Linked DNA regions of Mus musculus: region 1 is linked to region 2. A link is a contact called in public Hi-C data. All regions are on one chromosome and are shown on one strand. The core of a region is the stretch at or near the end of the contact, and the rest is flanking DNA. Distances in the headings are between cores, read along the strand shown. Region 1 overlaps Babam2 (BRISC and BRCA1 A complex member 2). Region 2 overlaps Babam2 (BRISC and BRCA1 A complex member 2).

Region 1 (5,454 bases), core at 2,586-5,085, 160 kb after region 2:
CGCATATGCCCCGAATACACACCCTGTAAAATCACTCTAGATGCAATACATTTTCAGATGTCAAGTTAAAACAGCTTCCTGGGAATTAGGCTTGACTGTTCAGATGTGTGTGTGCTGGCTTCTGACACATGCCGCTAGGGCTGCTCAGGGCTGTCATGTGTGATGTGGAGGCCAGCCAAGGCAAGAGGGCTCAGACTCTTGTTTCTATCACTTCTCATTAAGGCAGAGATTGGAGGAGGAAGAGGAGGAGGAGGAGGAGGAAGCACCATCAGAGGATGGTCAGAGAATGGGGACTGTTCATACTGTGCAGATTATTGTGACAAGCAACAGGCCTTGCTTCTGCAGGAACAAGACTCTCTCTTGCCTGTCATCGGATCATTCAGCACAAGGAGCACTGGTGGCAAGAACTGATTCATGCCTGCTGAAGTGGAGTTGATAGAAATAAGCAAAAGAGTGACTAGGCAAATAGCTCTCTTGTCTTTCCTCAGTGATCCACAAAAGTCATAGCCAGCAGCAGAGCTAGGTTGGGTTGACCAAGCCAGAAAGTGTGCTTGAGAGCCAGACCAGATTCAGGACATGAGAGGGGGGGGGGGACTTTAAAAATCAGCTAGAAATGTGATAAACTTTGACTGTCACAGTGGCAATGACTGGCATAGAGTTGGCAATTGGGACATCAGTTTCATTTCTTGGAAGAGCCTGGTTAAGACGTACAGTACAAAGATTAGAACCCTGTGTACCTGAAGACTGGTCCAAGACAATACCTAAGCTGTGTGTGACCTCCTACTTCCCTTGCCGCCTGTGGCCCCAGGAGCAGCACATTGGAGTCAGGGCCTGGAGTGAGGAAGCTTGCATGTGGAGTGGCTTGGGGTGGCCTTCTGCTTCAACAGCTCACCCAGGAGGCTGAAGGCCTTCATGTCCTTGGGTTGAGCCCAGGATATTCTTGAGCAGAAATAACTTTCTGGGGGTCTAAAGACCCAAGGACTTTTAAGCAAGATGAATAAGCATAGCTAAATTTATTATTAGGGCTTATGAATGAGAGAAAAGAGTAAGGGTACAGTGACAGGCAGGCCTCAAGCAACGTGGCCTTCACAGTAACCTCCAGATCATCAGAGGATGGGATGCACAGCGAGAAGTGGAGAAAAAATTCCAGTGACTCCTGTCTTCCACACAGACACTTAGTCAACCCAGTGGAAAATGGAAGGCAAGAAAGCAGAAGTTAGGTCAAGAGATGCCTAGGTAAACCTTATCCAAAGTCACCTCTGAGGGGAAAATAATAATTCATTTCTTTGTGTCCCATGAAAGGCAGTGCCAGGTGCCCAACAGAGAGAAACAGGACATAACTGTATGTTATGGGTTGGCAAATCCATTCAGCAAATATATAGGAAACATGTGCAAGAAATTATATACAAAACATGTGCAGAGCCCTGGAGACCCTAACATTTAACACACACACACACATACAGAGAGAGAGAGGGAGAGAGAGAGAGAGAGAGAGAGAGAGAGGTGCTATTCTCAGAATGTTGAAACTCAGAACCCCTATTTCAAAGAACCCCAGCTCCCAGGCATTATTGTAATGCCTGGCATAGTGTTGTTTAGTGGTGGCTGCTGCCACACTGAGACACTTGATCTTTTTTCTGAATGCAGTAGGGTTTTCCTAACAAACTTATGGGTTGATATAGGTCCACCTTAATGTGGGCAAGTAGATCCTAGTAGAGCATTCATGGCCTTGGAAATGGCGATGAAGTTGGTGAGAGCATCATGTCTTCTTGTCAAGCTCTTCATCAAGGACCCAGTAAAGGAACCATTGGCTTGGACCCATTAACCCTTACCTTGCCAGCCTGGAGCTTTCCAAACCTATTCTGGTTCTCTGGTGTTAGAATGCCATGTATATAGAACTGAAGATTGCCAGTTGGAAAAGTGCCTGCTTTACAGGTTGTATGAGTTTGTTCCTCAGAACCCACATCTAAAAAGCCAGATGGAGTGGCACACGCTTGTAGCACAGGAGAGGCAGAAATAGGTAGATCCCTGTGATGTGCTGGCTGGCCAACCTATCTCCTTGATAAGTTCCAGGCCATTGAGAAACCCCTTCTCAAAGTGGGGGGGGGGGGGAGAGGGGTACATCACCTAAGGAATGACACCCAAGGTTGTATTCTAGTCCCTTCATATACCATACCCATACACATGAACATCCATATATGTACACACTCACATGTACATGCACACACTATGTACACACATGGACATACACACACTATGTACACGTGTACTCACATGTACATACACACACATGAAAATAGAGTTGCTAGATACAGTGCCACTTACTGCAAAAACAGTAAAGTTTTGCTAAGTAACAAATAAGTTCATAAAAGTATCCCCCTTGCAAGACATATTGACACTAAAATGTCAAATGCTGTTTATCTAAAGCTTGAACATAGTAGGGCTTCCTGTGCTGAAGGACAATCCAAACCAGGTCCTTAGCTAGAGCAACCTGCATATCTAAAAGTAGGATCGACTCTCCTTGTCTCTCAGGTAATAAAAGCTCTATCTAGAGGACCTCGGGCAGAGCCAGCAGTGCAGATAGTCCCCACTGTGTGGGAGTGGGAGTGGGAGAGGCAGGAGGAATGTCACATGCTGATCTGCACATCCCTCCCAGCTCTCAGTGTCCCTAAACACAACACAGCTCAGACCTGCCTGCCTCAGGCTTCAAAGTTCCATGGAGGATTTTTCTTTTCAGAACATTCTCGCAGACAGTTGGTAGAAGAGGCCTCAGAGGCCTAGTAACTTATCTCACTGAAGAAGAGCCAGCCTCAGAGTCAATGAGTGCCTCCTCTACAGGGTTCCTCCTGAATTTGAGAGAGCAACCCTCATCCCCCATGTGGGATGCTAATGGACTGGCTGGTCACTGCACCAAGAATCTGAGACTAGAGAAGGCAGTTCAGGAGGAGGCGCTCTGCCCCAGTTCCGAATCTCTTCTGTCTTCTGCTTTGGGCCCTTAGTGATTATTCAGGGGATCTGAGAGTTCCAGGCACTCTTGTTTCTGAATAGTTTCTGTGGATTGCAGGATAAGCCCTCCCTAGGGCCGGTGCTCCCTCCTTTGAGACACCACGCTAGGCTATGTATTTGGATCCCTCTCTTGAAGGCAGTGGCTAAGCCCTAACAGACCATGCTGCTGGGAATGGTGGATTCCCTGAGACCAGGCTGATCCTAGCCTGCCTGGTGCACACTTCCTTGCTACATTCTCTGCCCCACCCTGACCAAGTGTTCTGTGGTTGCAATGGAAAAATCCACCTTAAAGAAGATAGTTTTAAACATCAGCTTCAGGAAGATTCTGTGTAACCTGAGGTGAGAATTAAAGCAAAGCAGGTTTAGGTTTGGGCAGAATCGAGTACCCTTGTGCCTGAGAGTGACTTTGACCTCTTATTCCTCCCAGACTGATTATCCAGCTGCCAGAGAGTTCTTAGACGAATCACTTCATTAAATAGTGTCACTGGCAAGGTGATATTAGCCCTAAGACCAGTTTTATCTGGACGTTCTGAAAGCACACTTGACTGTTCAGGCAGAGACGGCCCACGTGAACCGCAAGCTTGATCATGGGATCTTCCTTTCTTCATTTTCTTGTTCTTGCCTCAGCCTGTCAGGAGACCAAGAAAACTTGTTTTGAAAATGCTTGACAGCCAAAACAACCTGTTCTCAGCCGGACAAGAGGGCTTGTCCTCCCTGACCATTTCTGTGCAATTAGACAAACTGCTGACTGGAAAAAACGAATTTGCTGCTTTCTTCTCCTATTGTCCACAGACAAGTGCAGTGGCTTTCCAGTTCCTTTTGGCTTCTTTCCACAGCCCTTCTCCTGAGGCACTCTTAGACTGTGTCTGAGTCTCGCTGATTAGTGACCACGAGCAGCATACACTAGGAAAGCCACAACCCCTTCTTCCATCAGTGCGAGATGAGTTGTGTATCCCATCTTAGACAGATTGGACCCAAACAGAGATGTTTAACCTGTGATTTTCCATTCAATTGTTAGTCCCTTCTTGTAGGGTGAAAGTCTTATTTAAAATCTCCAATTATCCAAGTAGCCATCTTTCCTTCAACTTTGTTGGCTCTTGGGCCTGCTCTGTTCCCACCATGAAGCCTTGCAAATTCAGTCTTGGACAGCAGCATAATTCCCTGAGGGAATTCACCTCTACACAGAGAAGGTGCAGACTAGATAAGGGATCAGTGAACAGTCAGAGATCTGCACTACCAGCGCCTGTTTTTATGAATAAAGTTTTATTAGAACATAGCTACCCCTGTCCATTTACATCTTGTCTACAGCCATGATCAGTTCAGAGCAGATACGAGTTATTGTGACAGAGATTTGACCTACAAGCTGAAAATATCTAATGTCTGACTCTTTACAGAATATGTGTTGACCTTTAAACTGGAAGTGCTCTGAGTTCTAACAAGGACTCTGGTCCCTAAAGTAGGTACCAAGGAGCTGACTAGGAAATAGGTCTCTCCTTCTCCCCATAGTTGGCACTACAGAGCATGCTCTGTGAAGTGCATAAAGGGTGGGGAGCTTACTCCCCTTTGTTTTTACAGGTTTTTTTTTTCTGTATGTCTGTGTTTGTTCATTGGTCTGGTGGCTCTGACACACATGGTGTCTACCAGATTTAGATGGGGGCAGGGGGCCAACACCCTCCTTGCTGCGTGGGACTGATTGTCTTCAGCGGCTTGGTTCAAGGTGGGACACCCATGTGTACCTACATGGAAGGGAATGCTGATTTGAATACTGACTCATCTGCTTGGTAAACACAGTGGGTAAGGGAACCACATGCTGTCTTCAAGAGCCCAGATGCCCAACCCTCTCCCACCCCTGCTCTGTCTGGATTCGCCTTCTCTCCCAGTCTGAGCAGTGGGATGGGGAAGAAGGCCAAAAGTGCTGAAGTGATTGGTAAGCTCTAGTAAGAAACCAGGAAGGGCTCCTAAGGGACCCCCTAAAATGTGAGCTAGGGGGAAAACCAGTGAGGCTCCTAAAGGACCTCTAACGTGAGAGCTAGGAAGCACCTATTTTTTTTTTAACCTTTTTGCACTCAAAGCCAATGCAAACAAGGGTGTCATTTATAGAATTCACTTCCCAATGAATTTACTTTGCGAGCTTCTGTTATATACCAGCTCTTTACTGACCAAAACTGCAAACTTGGTCTGCAGGAAAGCTTGTGCAGACTAGGAAAGGCTGCCTCTGCCCCCTTTAGGTTGGTAGTTTCACTAGTAGCTTGGAACAAAGCTGTCTCTTTTCTCTGCTCCTCTGACTCTGAATGAACACACAGCTTAGCAAGATGAGCACAGGCTGGGCACTGTGTTGCCCTGCCACAGCAGTTGCTGGACTCCCAGATGCAATAGCGGTTGCTGACACTCGCCCGGTGTGTCCACAGAGTCCTGTAATGTGATCCTTGCTGCCTGGTATGTCGCCTTGCC
Region 2 (5,351 bases), core at 2,301-4,800:
AAGGGTGGGTATGATGGGAATACATACTCGTTCCGGACACTCAGAGCGAACTCAGTGAGCTAAATTCAGCTATTTGGGTGATGAGAAACTTAGAGAAAAACATCCCAAGATGCCTGAGAAACGAGCATGTTAGTTAACTATGAACAAGCAATTGCTCTCTCAGCAGTGTTGTTCTGGGGTAACCGGATGGAGTATAGGGCCTCAGGCATACAGTGCATGTGCTACCGCCGGGCTGTACCTCCAGCCTAGGGTTTACTTTCAGTTAGAAAGCATATCTCATTACGTTTCCCAGGCTGATCTTATTAATAACCCAAGCTGACCCCAAACTTGATTCCTCCACTTCAGCCTCCCAAGCTGCTGGGATTGCTGCCCTGTGCCACTAAGTCTGTATAGAAAGGCTTTATTCTGAACTGAAGTCAGGTTATTTCTCTCAAGTGACTGTGCCTACAAAGCTTGCAAATAAATGTCTTTATTCTAGTAATCTAAGATATGGTGAGACAATTGAAAGGGTGGGAATATTTTAAGTCATTTTTCCTAATTCTAAAACACAGCTCTTGTAGATCGAGTTTGGTGGCATATGCCTTTAATCCCCACATTCAGGAGTTTGAGGAAGGTGATCTCTGTGAGTTTGAGGCCAGCCTGGTCTATAGAGCAAGTTCTAGCACAGCCTGAGCTACACAGAGAAACTCTGTCTGAAACAAATAAACAAACAGTACCCCAGTTGTCAGTGTGCCTCCTTGTTCTTCCCTCCCTGTCTCTTTCCCTCACTGAGTCTGTCTTTGCAGCTCAGCATTCTCAGTTCACTACTCTTTTCCTACCATGCCTTTGCTGAAGAAAGCCTTCCTTTTGTGCACAGTGCCCTGTGTAGTACTCTCCCTCCTGGTGAGTGCACAGGCTCTATCACTTTGTTCACATGCCCTCCCTACCCATGCTGCCTCTGGGCACAGTCTACCCTCCCTGTCATAGTAGTTTGTCCTCATCTTACCATCTACTTACGTGTGATGTACATTTCTCTAACCCTTTTCAGAGTGATGAATAAGTATACCAATCCCACAGTGCCTTGCACAGCAAAAACCTGGTTTTGACAGTTTTATAAGTCCATATGTAATTCTAACCCCTAATTTGCAATGGCTAACTGAAAGCTTCAAAATTTTTCTTGGTTGGTACAAATTCTCCTGATGTAACTATATTTCTAACACAAAAGTAAGCAACCAGACATTACTGTATCTTCAAACAGAACTTTTCAAAAGATTTTAGAAATTGAGGCATGGCTGTGTGCGGGCTTCCACATTTGCTAGATTCTGTGCAGTCATTCCCTAACCCCTTAGCCTAACCCCTTGCACATTCTAGGGATCTCATTCACCCATAATCCACTGAGGTCTCAGAATATTAAACACAGAAGCTTAGAAGTAAAGAATTCATATTTTAATTTGTACACCATATAAAGTCTTATATGGCCCTTCTCCATCCTGCCTAGGGTAGGGATCACCTGTTTGCCAGCTCTCTGGGCTGTATGTGCTCCCTAAGTTAGTCAGTCATCAGTAGATGTCCTGATTATCAGACTGGCTGTCATTCTATCGCAGTGGTTCAGGAAACCCCATTTTACTTAGCAGTGGCCCAGAGTGTAAGAGTAGTGATGCTGGCAGTTGAGACCTGCCAACAAGAAACCTTACTTTAAGTGATTTCACTTAAAGTGGAAAGGTGAACGTTTTCGACTGTGGGCTGGGCATGAGGGCTGAGCACAGTGCCAGGCATGGTGGCACATGTGTTTAAATCCCAGCTCTTTAGAGGCAGAGGCAGGAGGAGGATCTCTGTAAATCTGAGGCCATTTAGGAGGGAGACTCTGTCTCAAAATAAAGCAAAACAAAACCAAGTTCTCCAATTAATAAGAAAAAGATGAGGAAGCCTCAGTTCTATAATAAACAAATCTTGCTTTCATGAAATTGTGGAGGAAACCCCTGTGCTAGTTTTCTTTTGCACTTCAGACTATAGAAGTTGCTGTTGCAGCCGGGCGTGGTGGCGCACGCCTTTAATCCCAGCGCTTGGGAGGCAGAGGCAGGTGGATTTCTGAGTTCGAGGCCAGCCTGGTCTACAAAGTGAGTTCCAGAATAACCAGGGCTACACAGAGAAACCCTGTCTCGAAAAACCAACAACAACAACAAAAATAAATAAATAAATAAATAAATAAATAAATGAAAGAAGTTGCTGTTGCTCTGTTTTGTTGTGGCTATCGTTAGTGTCACACTTCATATCTCAAAACCCAGTGTGTTTACAGTTCAGCACTTTGTATTTGTAGCTTCTGCATCCACTGAGAGTCCTGGAAAATAGCCCTGGTGGCTAAAGGGGGCTGTTGCACCCTCAGCCAATCCTCGCAGATCAGAGCACAGAAGAGGAGTAATGCCGTTTCAGGAGGGTGTGGCCCTGGGATACGTTTTCAGAAGTGGGTGAAGGGGATTAGTAGTATTGTGGACATTATGTTAAGCTTTCATTTTCTACCTTTATTTTGTGTTACCTAGCCAACTCTCAGCTAGCCGAGCATCGCTTATAGATTCAGACATGAAGGGCACTTTGTGGATTCATGGGGAAAGCATCCCCAACTAGCCTTGCCTGGCTGTTTCCTTAGCTGAGGGTTCTTTTCAGTTCCTCCTTGTGGTTCTCTCTGAGAAGTCCCAAGCCCCATGCAGGATCTCACATAGGCAGAAGCTCCAGGAGACCAAGAGCCTGCTACACATTATTTTAAAATGGTCAAAAGAAGTCTGGCTTCTCCACCTCTCAGTACATGGGCAAAGGGAAATTCCAGGCTTGTCTGGCTATTATCACTCTGCCCCAACTTGTCTGTGCAGTAGGCAAGGATATTAACTAGTCCCAGAAATAGAAAAAGAAAAATACTACTTAGGGTGTTGTCATCACATGAAGGAAAAGGGATCAATTTGTTATACCCTAAAGATTCTAACGATATGAGTACCAAATGTCCCCGAATTAGACAATTCCAATGAAAAGGAACATCTGTAAGATACATTGGTCAAAACCTCCCAAGCACATTGTGATTTTATGATGTTGTGAAGTGTGCCTGGTGCCTTTGACAGCCCTGTCTGTCGCACATGGCTTGCATGCCCTCACGGTGCTGAGATGCCTGCTGTCCTCAAGTCTCCCACTGTGCATGCGTAGAGCTTGCAGAATAAACACTTCTGAGAAGAACTTCGTGTTCTTCATGCATGAGGGACATTTGTGAAGTAAACAGACTTCATGTACTATACATTTGTTTCCCAAGGAATCAAAACCAGTCCTGAAAGAATGAAGCCAGTGTGAGTTATGCAAAAAGGCCAAGCGTGAGGACAGCGAGGAGGCAGAGTAACTAGCGGTCAGAAATGCAAAAGACTAAATTTTGGTCGCATATTAGAAAAGGGAAAAAATCATTTCTGAACCAGTTGCCTTGCTTTTTCCTGGCAGGAAAGCTGCAAATGCTAAGGTTACACCATTGGAGCTGGCACCATACCTCCCCTCGGTTCCAGACTATGGGCATTTCCCACAGTGAAATGAAAGGTGAGATGGGCATCGAGGCAGCACGGTGCTCGTCTCGGGAAGGTGTGGGCCCTTTTCTTGGCTCCAGCCAGTGTATAGGAGTGGTTTGAAGAAAACTAGCTTTGTCTCTCCCAGAGCTGTTCCCACTCAGTGCATAAAAGAGGACTTCAGCCCCTGAGGCAGACCAGGTGGCATCTTTCACAAGTACAGAATTTGTTTTTAGAACTTTTTGTTGTTAAGTTACAGTCCTCCTTGGAAATAAGTACACTGAGCTTACCAGCTCATAAATGTCTGCCCATAGTGAGGCCTGTGTGGCTCACAGGCATGTAGTCATTCTTCAGTAGGAGCAACCCTGCAAGAGCTGACCAAGTGCAGGGTCCTTTGCTGGTGTGCCAGAGGCTGTCAAGACAAATGTGATGTGACCCTGTGCCCTACTTTGCTTACAGTACGGAAAGAGGCATAAAAACAAGTGCAAGTTGCAACTTGTGGTTAGGGAAAATGGCACAGTGAGACTTGGCACTAGAAGCCCTCTATTCCCCAGTGATTGGGTGACAAGTATGCTCAAGTGATTTGGGGACTCCCTTTCTTCTTCTGAAAAAGGCGCACATCTCCGTTTTAATTGTACCTATTCCAGTGAGACTGCAGGGAAGGGCCTTTTGTAGTGCTGAGCTCATGGTCAATGCAAGTTAGTGCTTGTAGAGTTGTAGAAATAACTTGGAAAACTTATTAATACTCTAAGAGCTCAGAGGAGATTTCTATCTGGCTTGATAAAGGGAACACTGGAAGGCTCTTGAAGCCTAGCTTTTCTGATGTCATATGGCTTTTCTAGAAATTAAATAAGCAACACAGTGACAATATATGCTCTTCGTTGTTCTCTACCGTATGATGCTCATAATGGTGTTCTTGGCGTGTGTTCTCTATAAAGTGTTCCCTCCCCTGTGACCTGGATTTTTAGACCCTCTGGGCTCCTACAGGGCCTGTTTCACTGTCAGCTCATTAAACTGTGGAAGTTTTCTTCTCATGCTTCTATCACTTGATCATTTAAACTTTGGTTGTTGTTGGTGTGTGTGTGTGTGTGTGTGTGTGTGTGTGTGTGTGTGTGTGTTTGTGCACGCGCGTGTGTGTCTGTGTCTGTGTTTATGTGTGTGTTACTGCAGGTATGGGCATGCCACGACATACATGTGCAAGTCAGAGGACAACTCTAGGGAGTAGGGCGTCTTCTGCCACCTTATAGAGTCTGAAGATCAGACTCAGTTCATTAGGCCAGTGTGCAAGCACCTCTGTAGTTGAGCTGTCTCGTCTCATCAGCTCCCTAGATCATTTTCTTTCTTCTTCTTCTTCTTTTTTTTTTTTTGAGATTTTTGTTTATTTTTATTTGTCATATGGGTGTTTTTTTCTCTCATTGTATGTCTGTGCACCATATGTGTTCAGTATCTTCAGATGCCAGAAGAGGAGGTCAGATCTTCTGGAATTGGAGTTACAGATAGTTGTGAGGCATAACGTACGTGCTGGGAACCAAACCCAGGTCCTCTGCAGGAGCAGCCAGTGCTGTTAACTGCTGAGCCATCCCCGCCAGTCTCTTCCTAGCCTCAGATCATTTTCATGACCTTCTTTGTGGATAACTCCTTGGCCTTTATTTCTAATATTAACTTTTTCCCTAGCTTAAATGCCTAGAAAACATCTGCTTTCTAGGCATTTGATGGACGTTTGTGCCGGTATTCCATTTTCACCACCAATTTAAATCTCTAAGTTTAGCAAAATGTCCCAAACCAAGCTTGTTGTCTTGAATAAGGCAGTCTTCCTTCCTGTTTCACTTCCTCTTCCTCTGA

Evidence for each region. A called contact is a pair of places that touch in the nucleus more often than the background predicts.
Region 1: a Hi-C map of uterus shows a contact between it and region 2, with 3 times the contacts expected there. The contact joins two enhancer-like sites. A contact is called at or near these places in 1 of 15 datasets of contacts at CTCF or cohesin (the NIH/3T3 cell line), 1 of 484 Hi-C or Micro-C datasets (uterus) and 3 of 9 other capture datasets (adipose tissue, embryonic stem cells and liver).

Annotation. Positions count from the first base shown.
Region 1 is chr5:32,066,181-32,071,634 of GRCm38.p6, forward strand. The region is part of intron 11 of Babam2 (BRISC and BRCA1 A complex member 2); the gene reads left to right. Among named protein-coding and RNA genes, the nearest start is that of Gm40277, 22 kb to the right of the region's middle. Within about 2 kb of position 3,836, at least 43 of the 459 cell types and tissues checked have an H3K27ac peak or open chromatin away from gene starts, as enhancers often do. A contact at or near this core is called in uterus, where this site is marked.
Region 2 is chr5:31,902,826-31,908,176 of GRCm38.p6, forward strand. All of the region lies in intron 7 of Babam2 (BRISC and BRCA1 A complex member 2), which reads left to right. Among named protein-coding and RNA genes, the nearest start is that of Gm52770, 93 kb to the right of the region's middle. Within about 2 kb of position 3,551, at least 19 of the 459 cell types and tissues checked have an H3K27ac peak or open chromatin away from gene starts, as enhancers often do. A contact at or near this core is called in uterus, where this site is marked.